Linked DNA regions of Mus musculus: region 1 is linked to region 2. The links are chromatin contacts, called in public HiChIP or PLAC-seq maps. All regions are on one chromosome and are shown on one strand. Each heading gives the region's core, a stretch centred on a gene start, on an enhancer-like site or on the middle of the called end of the contact. The rest is flanking DNA. Distances are from core to core; before and after follow the strand shown. Region 1 overlaps Tead1 (TEA domain family member 1). Region 2 overlaps Parva (parvin, alpha).

The links. HiChIP or PLAC-seq counts read pairs in DNA pulled down with a chosen protein or histone mark.
Region 1: a FOXA1 HiChIP or PLAC-seq map of pancreatic cancer cells shows a contact between it and region 2. The contact joins two enhancer-like sites. A contact is called at or near these places in 1 of 15 datasets of contacts at CTCF or cohesin (the NIH/3T3 cell line), 1 of 484 Hi-C or Micro-C datasets (embryonic stem cells) and 1 of 115 datasets of contacts at active chromatin or transcription factors (pancreatic cancer cells).

What each region holds. Positions count from the first base shown.
Region 1 is chr7:112,718,621-112,723,008 of GRCm38.p6, reverse strand. The region is part of intron 1 of Tead1 (TEA domain family member 1); the gene reads right to left. Among named protein-coding and RNA genes, the nearest start is that of Tead1, 41 kb to the right of the region's middle. Within about 2 kb of position 2,183, at least 151 of the 459 cell types and tissues checked have an H3K27ac peak or open chromatin away from gene starts, as enhancers often do. A contact at or near this core is called in the NIH/3T3 cell line and pancreatic cancer cells, where this site is marked.
Region 2 is chr7:112,489,384-112,493,265 of GRCm38.p6, reverse strand. The region is part of intron 1 of Parva (parvin, alpha); the gene reads right to left. Among named protein-coding and RNA genes, the nearest start is that of Gm45998, 40 kb to the right of the region's middle. Within about 2 kb of position 1,370, at least 44 of the 459 cell types and tissues checked have an H3K27ac peak or open chromatin away from gene starts, as enhancers often do. A contact at or near this core is called in the NIH/3T3 cell line and pancreatic cancer cells, where this site is marked.

The DNA of each region.
Region 1 (4,388 bases), core at 934-3,433, 230 kb before region 2:
TTCTGCCCAGTCTCTGGATGCTGCCAGAGGTCCACCTGACTTTCAACCCTTTAGACATCCTGCCACCTCCATAGGCTGTTGAAGACCAGCCCCTTACCCCACCTCCCACCTCCACAGTACATGATAACCCCAAATACCTTTGCTTCCCAGAGGATTGGACTGGGGTAGTTGTCCAAATTAAGCGGGTATAAGTACCAGCCAGGTAGAAGAGGGGATTAAATATCTGTAAGTGCTGGCACACAAAATCCAACCACAGGGAGCTAACCTCAACCCAGGGCTCCTAAGGCCCTTGGCTCATGCTCCTCAGCCCTCTGACCTCCACTGTTCATCTCAGAGTGACAACTGCCCCCATTTCCTCAGCCCTCTGACCTCCAATGTTCATCTCAGACAACGGCCCCAATCTCCTCAGATTTTTTTTTCAAGGAAAAAAAAAAAATCAATGAGCTGACCAGATGGTCAGTAAACCAGATTCTTGTGATGGTGTTTGCTCGGGTCTCCCACCATCACCAGGCAGCTTGAGCCCCTGCTGTGGAATGCTGTCCTCCACTATCCCAGGCAGCTCAGCAGGTCTGCTTTGCCGTCCAGGGTGGCTTGGTTCAGCAGTTTCTTGCCATGCCTACTTACAACTGACATTAGCTGAATTTGAGAATTGTAAGGTAGAAAATTTTTACATCTAAAAACCTAATGTTTAATTTTTTGCAAAAGCCTTCAAGTCTCCTGGTCAGTGCCACTCCTTTATGGTGCCTCTTTCTCAATGTCCCTCTACCCTACTAGGAGCACTCGAATGTCCCAACTTCTTCATTACTGTTCCTGTCACTGGCCATGGCAGTGCCTGCTCAACTGTGTTCTCCTCCACTGACTGCAAGTTCCTTGGAGACAGGCCTGCATGTTCTGCTCACAGCCTAAGCCTGTCTCCCAGCCCGGTGGGAGCTCAGCTGATTATTGTGGGCATGCATGGGTTAGATAAGTGAATAGTATCCTCAGAGTCGCTCCATCTGTAAGATCCCCATAGCTCCTTCTGGCTCAGTTAGGATAACATGTTCATGTCTGTGTTGCTGGCACAGGAGACAGGTGCAACTGGACGCTGACACTTGGCCCTCTGCAACTGATTCAGTACTTAAGTATACTTTACAATGCATTTCTCAGACCCATAGCAGACTTTCAGCTTTCCCCCATACCCATTGGTTCTAAGGGGTCACGGTCTGTAGTCCAGCCCAGGCTGATCTCGAACACAGGACAATCCACCTGCCTAAACCACATGAACTGCAGGTACGCTTAAAAGGTAACTTTTAAGTATCTTGTGGTTTCCAGCTAGCCTACAGAACTATAGAAATATACCATAAATATATATAGATATATAGATAATCTCATCTAATTCTTAAACTGCAATGGTCAGCCATTTATGAATGTTTTATTTCATCCTTAGAATATCAGTGTCATGGAAAGATCTTAAGGTCAAGTTTTGGACATTTGGCTTTCAAGGTCAGTACCTTCCCTTGTGATTACAGACACATTATTTTAATCTCTACCCATCTCCATTTCCTCATCTCTAGAATGAGGAATAAAACAAATCCAACTCACAAAACGTTTCAATGTCAGAATATCCCAACTGGAAAGTCAAGAGAATAGTCATTTTAGTCCACATGCCTCCAACTTAGAAAATGCAGTTTTCCTGAATTAAGTAGCAGTTATTAGATAAACTGCTATAGTAACTGTTATGTCAGAGTAGGTGACAGAATGTCACTCATGATAAACAAGGCCACCACCAAAGCCCAGACCCAGAGACACAAAGGCCAGAGGAACCCCAGATACACTTGCAGGCTGAGAGCAAATGGGCTGCAAACGTTGGGGCCTCCTAGGCAGGCCTCACCACGTGATTCACGATAGGACCCCAAGAGAGGTGGTTGTGAGCATGGTGTCTGCGGCAACAGAAATGAGCCAACCTGGAGAGTGAGCAGGGAGGGGAGGCTAGGAGTTCCCCTTCCAAAAAGGGCAAGAGGAGCCCTGCCCCAGTCCAGCCAGTCGGGCCAGGCAGCCCACAGGGAGCTTCCCGCCTTTTTCTTCTTCTTTCTTCTGCATGAACTTTCCCAAACCAGCTCTGCCTGTTTCACGCAGGAACCCGGCTTGCGAGTGCACATTTTATTATTTCAGAAGAAAGCATCTGCAGCCGGCTAGTGAGTCATCTGTAAGCCTTGTCAATCTGCCAGCAGCCTGCTCCTCTTCATTACAAACGTAAAGATAAAAGCCCTCACTGCATTAGCCGCCATCCGCCTCCACAGACAGCACAAATAAATTAATTGTGCCTCATCGCAAACAGCGGAGAGGTGTGCAGGAGGGGGGATGGGCTCCGTGTTTCATTAACAAATTAAATAGCAACAGAGCCACCGCACACCCGGCTACACTGCCAACTTTAGATTCTCCCACCAGGCAAGCACCCGGCCAGCATCACCCAGGTAGAGCGGCCACCATTAAGTGAGGGAGGAGTGAGGGAGGGTTGGAGGAGAGGGCGGCACTGTGAGGCCAGACCTAACCTTGGCATCCCCAGTGCAAGCCTGGAGCCCAGTCACCGAGTGCCCGTCAGACGCTGAGTGCTGCTGTGGCAAGCCCCCCCCCCCTTGCAGGGGGTGTTTCCACAGTTCTCCCCAGGCAAATAAGCAAACCAGTTCTGGGGCCCTGGTATGCATGGCCCAGTGAGAGAGCCTGTCATCAAGGCGACGCTGTCATACTGAGGATAGCAAACATTCCAGAAAGAACAGGGTGAGTCAAGACCAACTTGAAAAACACGTCAGACTCCCCCATACTACCAGCTAGGATTACACCCTCAAACACACCTCTCTGAGATTTCCTGCTTTAGTCACAGGCTATTTGTTACAATGCCGCGATTCTCTTCTCAGTCTATAGTACATCATTTAGGAAAGCTGCGTTGTGAGAGAGTTGAAGGCGTGTGACTAAAAACCATTCCTTTTATGTTTTTATCTCCAAAGACACAAACATAGTGCATGGGGGTGGGGACAGGAAATGGGAGCGGGGCGGGGGGGTGGGGGGAGAACAAAGAGAAGTCTAAAAAGAAGAGGAAAAGACCCCCAACTCTCCGAATGTCACCCTATTAACTCGTGACCTGTAAGGAAGTTAAGATCACAAACAGCTAATCCAACCATAAAATATGTCCAAAGTATTTATTATACAGATGGACATTTGGGCTCAGTTGTTAATTTAGTTGGTTTGTATTTTATCTGTAAAATCCCGGAATCTAAAAAATTCTACATAGGGGGAAAAAAAATTGACCTGAGCTAGCTAGCTAGGAGCTGCCCATAAAAAGCAAAGGAAATAAAAGCTTAAGAAGAAGAATAAGTCAAGCCATATGCAACCTTTCCACGATCCAAGAAAGAACTGAACACGTGCACCCCTGACCCAAGCCTTTGTAAAACACTCAGCATCTGCAGTGGGCCACAATGTTGCAGCACAGTGGAGCTCCAGACACTCCTCTGGAAAACAACTTAGGAGTCAGTAGCCATTGAGAACTAAAAAAATTCTTTTGTCTTTTAACTCATCAAATCCTGCTTCTGGAAACTGACCCTAAGAAAATAATCTACAATCACAGTAAGTCTGCATCTCAAAGTATCATTTATTAACATCATAAAATCGGGGGGGGGGGGAGGGGGAGGAGAGACATCTAAATACCCAACAACAAAGAACTGGGAAAGTAAACTCAGTCAGTCTGTAGGATGCAGGGTGAGACCATCAAAAGTCATCCTGAGAAAGACAGCCATGAGAAAAGCATTTGCTTACGGTCTCTGTGGTGGCAAGCCTACAGATACATGACAAAGCACTTCAGTGTGGGGGTCTACTGGTTATTTTAAAAGAGCTCTCTTTTTTTTCTGCTCTTTTGTTTTGCTTCCTTTATTGTTATTAGAGATTTTTTTTGTTGTCATGATAGTTATTATTTTGGTTTTTTTGTTTGTTTGTTTTGTGAAATAAGGAAAAAAATGTAGGGTATAGAGACAACTGCTTTGCTCACATTTAAAGGAGAATCAACACCAATGGCGCACGGGAAGGGGGTAGTCGACAGACCACACTTAATCCTGGAGCCTGTGTCCTAGCTTTGCCCCCAGTGACATGTGTGACTCCCAGCAAGAAGCTTGAAGAAGAAAAGGTGACTGAGAAGAGGGTTAGAACTGTCTTTAGGCCGGGTGTGGTGGCGCACGCCTTTAACCCCAACGCTCGGGAGGCAGAGGCAGGCGAATTTCTGAGTTCGAGGCCAACCTGGTCTACAAAGTGAGTTCCAGGACAGCCAGGGCTATACAGAGAAACCCTGTCTCTCAAAAAAAAAAAAAAAAAGAACTGCCTTTAGGCAGGCTGTCTGCAAGAGGCTATGAGGTGACAGCAAT
Region 2 (3,882 bases), core at 121-2,620:
TACTATTAAGCACATAAGCTAGCTTAGAAAAGCTATCATGGCTAGGCTTTAAAATCTCCCTGCAAACTAACGTGTTGATGGCTCGGTCCTGAGGGTAGTATTTAGAGGCAGGGCTTTGGATACAGGACTGAACTGAGGATTCTATCCTAAGCAGTGAGTGAATCCATTGATGTACACACGATTTGACGACATTATTACAAAAAAGGTAGGGCCTTTTTTTTTTTTTTAAAGATTTGTTTATTATTTTATGTAAGTACACTGTAGCTGTCTTCAGACACACCAGAAGAGGGAGTCAGATCTTGTTATGGATGGTTGTGAGCCACCATGTGGTTGCTGGGATTTGAACTCTGGACCTTTGGAAGAGCAGTCAGGTGCTCTTACCCACTGAGCCATCTCACCAGCCCAGGTAGGGCCTTTTTTGTCCATCTGTCTGTCCTGACTGCTGAGGGAGTCCTCGACCATGGGTTTTGGCTCACGCCAGGCCTAGGTCAATGGAGCCAGTTGACCATGAAAGAAAGCTTATGAATCCATGGCCCTGAATCTTTTCTCCTTCTATTGTTTTTCTTAGGCATTTTTATCATAGTGATGTAGAAAATAGAAAAGTGGCTAGCATACAGCATCTTGGAAAACATATAATCAATTGATTAGAACTCAAATGCCCAGGCCTGGACCACAGGACCTTACCCGTCATCAGGCCCCATCCAGGCTCACCCCATAGAACTCCACCCTGACTCATCATGCTCCAGTCACATACTAGCTTTTGGTTGCCTCTCTAAGGAACAATACAACCCACACCTCAGGACCTTTGCATATCTCAGCTTAACCTGTCATCTGAAAAACCCTGCTCATTGAGAAAACCAACTGCAGGTATCCACACCATTCTCTCCCCTTTATGATACTTAGCACGATTTGTAGCTGTGTAGCTAGTGGTTGGTTGGTTTGCTTAAAACCAGCTTCTGCTACTAGACTGGGAACACCATGAAACCAGGGAAGGCTCTCTCTCTCTCTCTCTCTCTCTCTCTCTCTGTGTGTGTGTGTGTGTGTGTGTGTGTGTGTGTGTGTGTGTGTGTCCCCAACCCTGAAGCTTCCATTCTCAGCTCCCAGGAACTACTCAACAGTTACCCATGCCTTGAATGGAAGAGGATGGATAGACAAATTTGACAGCCTGGAAGATAAGCATGGCCCCTTGTGGAAACCCTTTTGTTTCTTTCTCCTAATGAGTTCACTAAAGCTAATCTAATCCAGCTCACTAAAGCTGATCAAATCCGCCCCTGGCCAGAATCTGGGTTTTGCCTGAGAGTAAGGTGAGAATTACTGAGTCACCCAATTGCTTACTCAGAGAGGGTTTCTGAGTGTTTGCCACATACTTAGCAGCACAGAGCAGCTTGTGTTAAATAAATAAACAGACCTGAAGCCTCCCTCCACCCTGTCCCTACAGGGATGCTGGACTCAGGGGACACACATAATGACACAGGAGGCAATTAGATAATAGGATACAGCTAGGATAATTATTTGCCATGGTGAGTGACACACTTAAGGAAAACACTGGGACACAAGCAGGGAGATATCACTTGTGGGTACTTAGAGGAGCGTGTCCTCAGGACCAGGACAGGTATGCAGGAAGTCACCTTCTGCAAAGTGTTGGGAAGAGGCCACACGAGCAGGTTCCCTGGTGGGGTTGTGTCACTGACCTAGACTGACTAATGGGGGTCCAGTGGGGGAAATGCTAAAATCTCCCAGGGGAGCCCCTAAGACTCCAGGAAGAGGGGAGGTGATAGCTTTTAGGGGCTTTTGTTTGTTCTTGATGAATCATGGGATATCTACCATGTAGCACTTAACCTAGTGCTAACTAGTCTAGGTGGTGTATATTCAACTGTGCTTGCTGACAATCCATGTATACACACACACACACACACACATACATCGGAGAGAGAGAGAGAGAGAGAGAGAGAGAGGGAGAGAGAGAGAGAGAGAGAGAGGAAATTATCTGAATAGTTTAATAAATCATAAATAATATCCTCCCAAAAGTACAGGAAAAAGTCTCAAAATCAGTTACAAGCAATCTCAGAGGACAGAGAATTAGCACCACTGAGGTAATAATTCAAAACTTGTACATGAAATGTTTTGAAATATAAGATTATTCTGAGCGGCTGGAGGCATGGCTCAGCAGTTCAGGGCACTGGCTGCTCTTCAGAGGACCTGGGTTGGTTCCTAACACCCACATGACAGCTCACAAACAGCTGCAATACCAGTTCCGGGGGATCTGACCTCTCTTCTGCCCCCATAGGCACTGCACCCATGTTTACTATACATATACACATACAGGCAAATACTCATATACATAAAATTAAAATAAATCTTTAAGGAATGTTTTAGCAGATATGGAGGAAGCCATCAATAACATTCAACTAACTTACCCCTCCCTCCTTCCTTCTTCCTTTTCTTCCCTCCCTTCCTCCCTCCCTCCCCCTCCCTTCCTCCCTCAACCTGGGGATTAAATTCCAGCCTTCCACACACTAAGCAAGCATTCTACCACAAAGCTACCGTCTTAACCCCTTTAAAAAAGAAATTTGAATTTTAAATAGGATCTTGCTAAATTACCTAGGCTGACCTTGAACTTGTAATCCTCCTGCCCAGTCAGTCTCTTTAGTAGTTGAGATTATAGACATGTATCACTTCCAACATTAATTCTTTATAAGAATTCTTTAAAATCAAAAGATAGGATATTTCCCTCTATAAAGTTAGAAAAGGTGGGCTGCCAAGATGGCTTGAAGTGGCTTAAAAGCACTTGATGACAAACCTGATGACCTGTGTTTGATAGCTGGGACTCATGTGGTGGTAGGAGAGAACAGACTCTTGACTTCTGACCTCCGCACATATGACATTGGCTCCCACATGCTCTACCCCTATACTGGCTGGTTTTGTGTGTCAACTTGACACAGACTGGAGTTATCACAGAAAAAGGAGCTTCAGTTGGGGAAATGCCTCCATGAGATCCAGCTGTGGGTCGTTTTTTCTCAGTTGGTGATCAAGGGGGAAGGGCCCCTTGTGGGTGGTGCCATCCCTGGGCTGGTAGTCTTGGGTTCTATAACAGAGCAGGCTGAGCCAGGGGAAGCAAGCCAGTAAGCAACATCCCTCCATGGCCTCTGCATCAGCTCCTGCTTCCTGACCTGCTTGAGTTCCAGTCCTGACTTCCTTTGATGATGAACAGCAGTGTGGACGTGTAAGCCGAATAAACCCTTTCCTCCCCAACTTGTTTCTTGGTCATGATGTTTGTGCAGGAATTGAAACTCTGACTAAGACAACCCCCAACACTAAATAAAACAAAAACACTTCAGTATTTTAAAAGTTTATAGATTTAAATATGAGCTTTAATAGTAGTCTTAATGTGTTCCTTGATCCATTTTCTACTGGCATCACAAAACACCACAGACTGGCTGTTTTATAGAGAAATTTTTCTTTGGGGTTCTGATGCTGGTGTCTGGTGACTGCCTTTGTGCTAGGTCACAAGCACCGTGAATTCCAAGTCTGTCCTCTTCTCCCTATAAAACCCACCCTTTACCTCACGGGGATCCCACCCTTACAACATCATCTAGTTCTGATCATCTTCCAGGCCCTGCTTCCCACTGGGGTCAACATCCCCAGTAAGGTAAAGAAGTGCTGCCTATAAAAATGTTCAGACATGAACTAAATGCAATCTCAAGGGCCTGAAGCAGAGGCCAGGAGAAATAAGAGAAGTTGGGTGGGTTGGGTGACAGCTTAGGCAAAGCCAAGGAAACCAAACCAAACCAACCAAAAATGGACTCATGTTCCAGAATGTAGGTTGAACTCTGATTTAAATCTCATCACAGGTGCTGGAGATGTGGAGATGGCCCAGTGCTT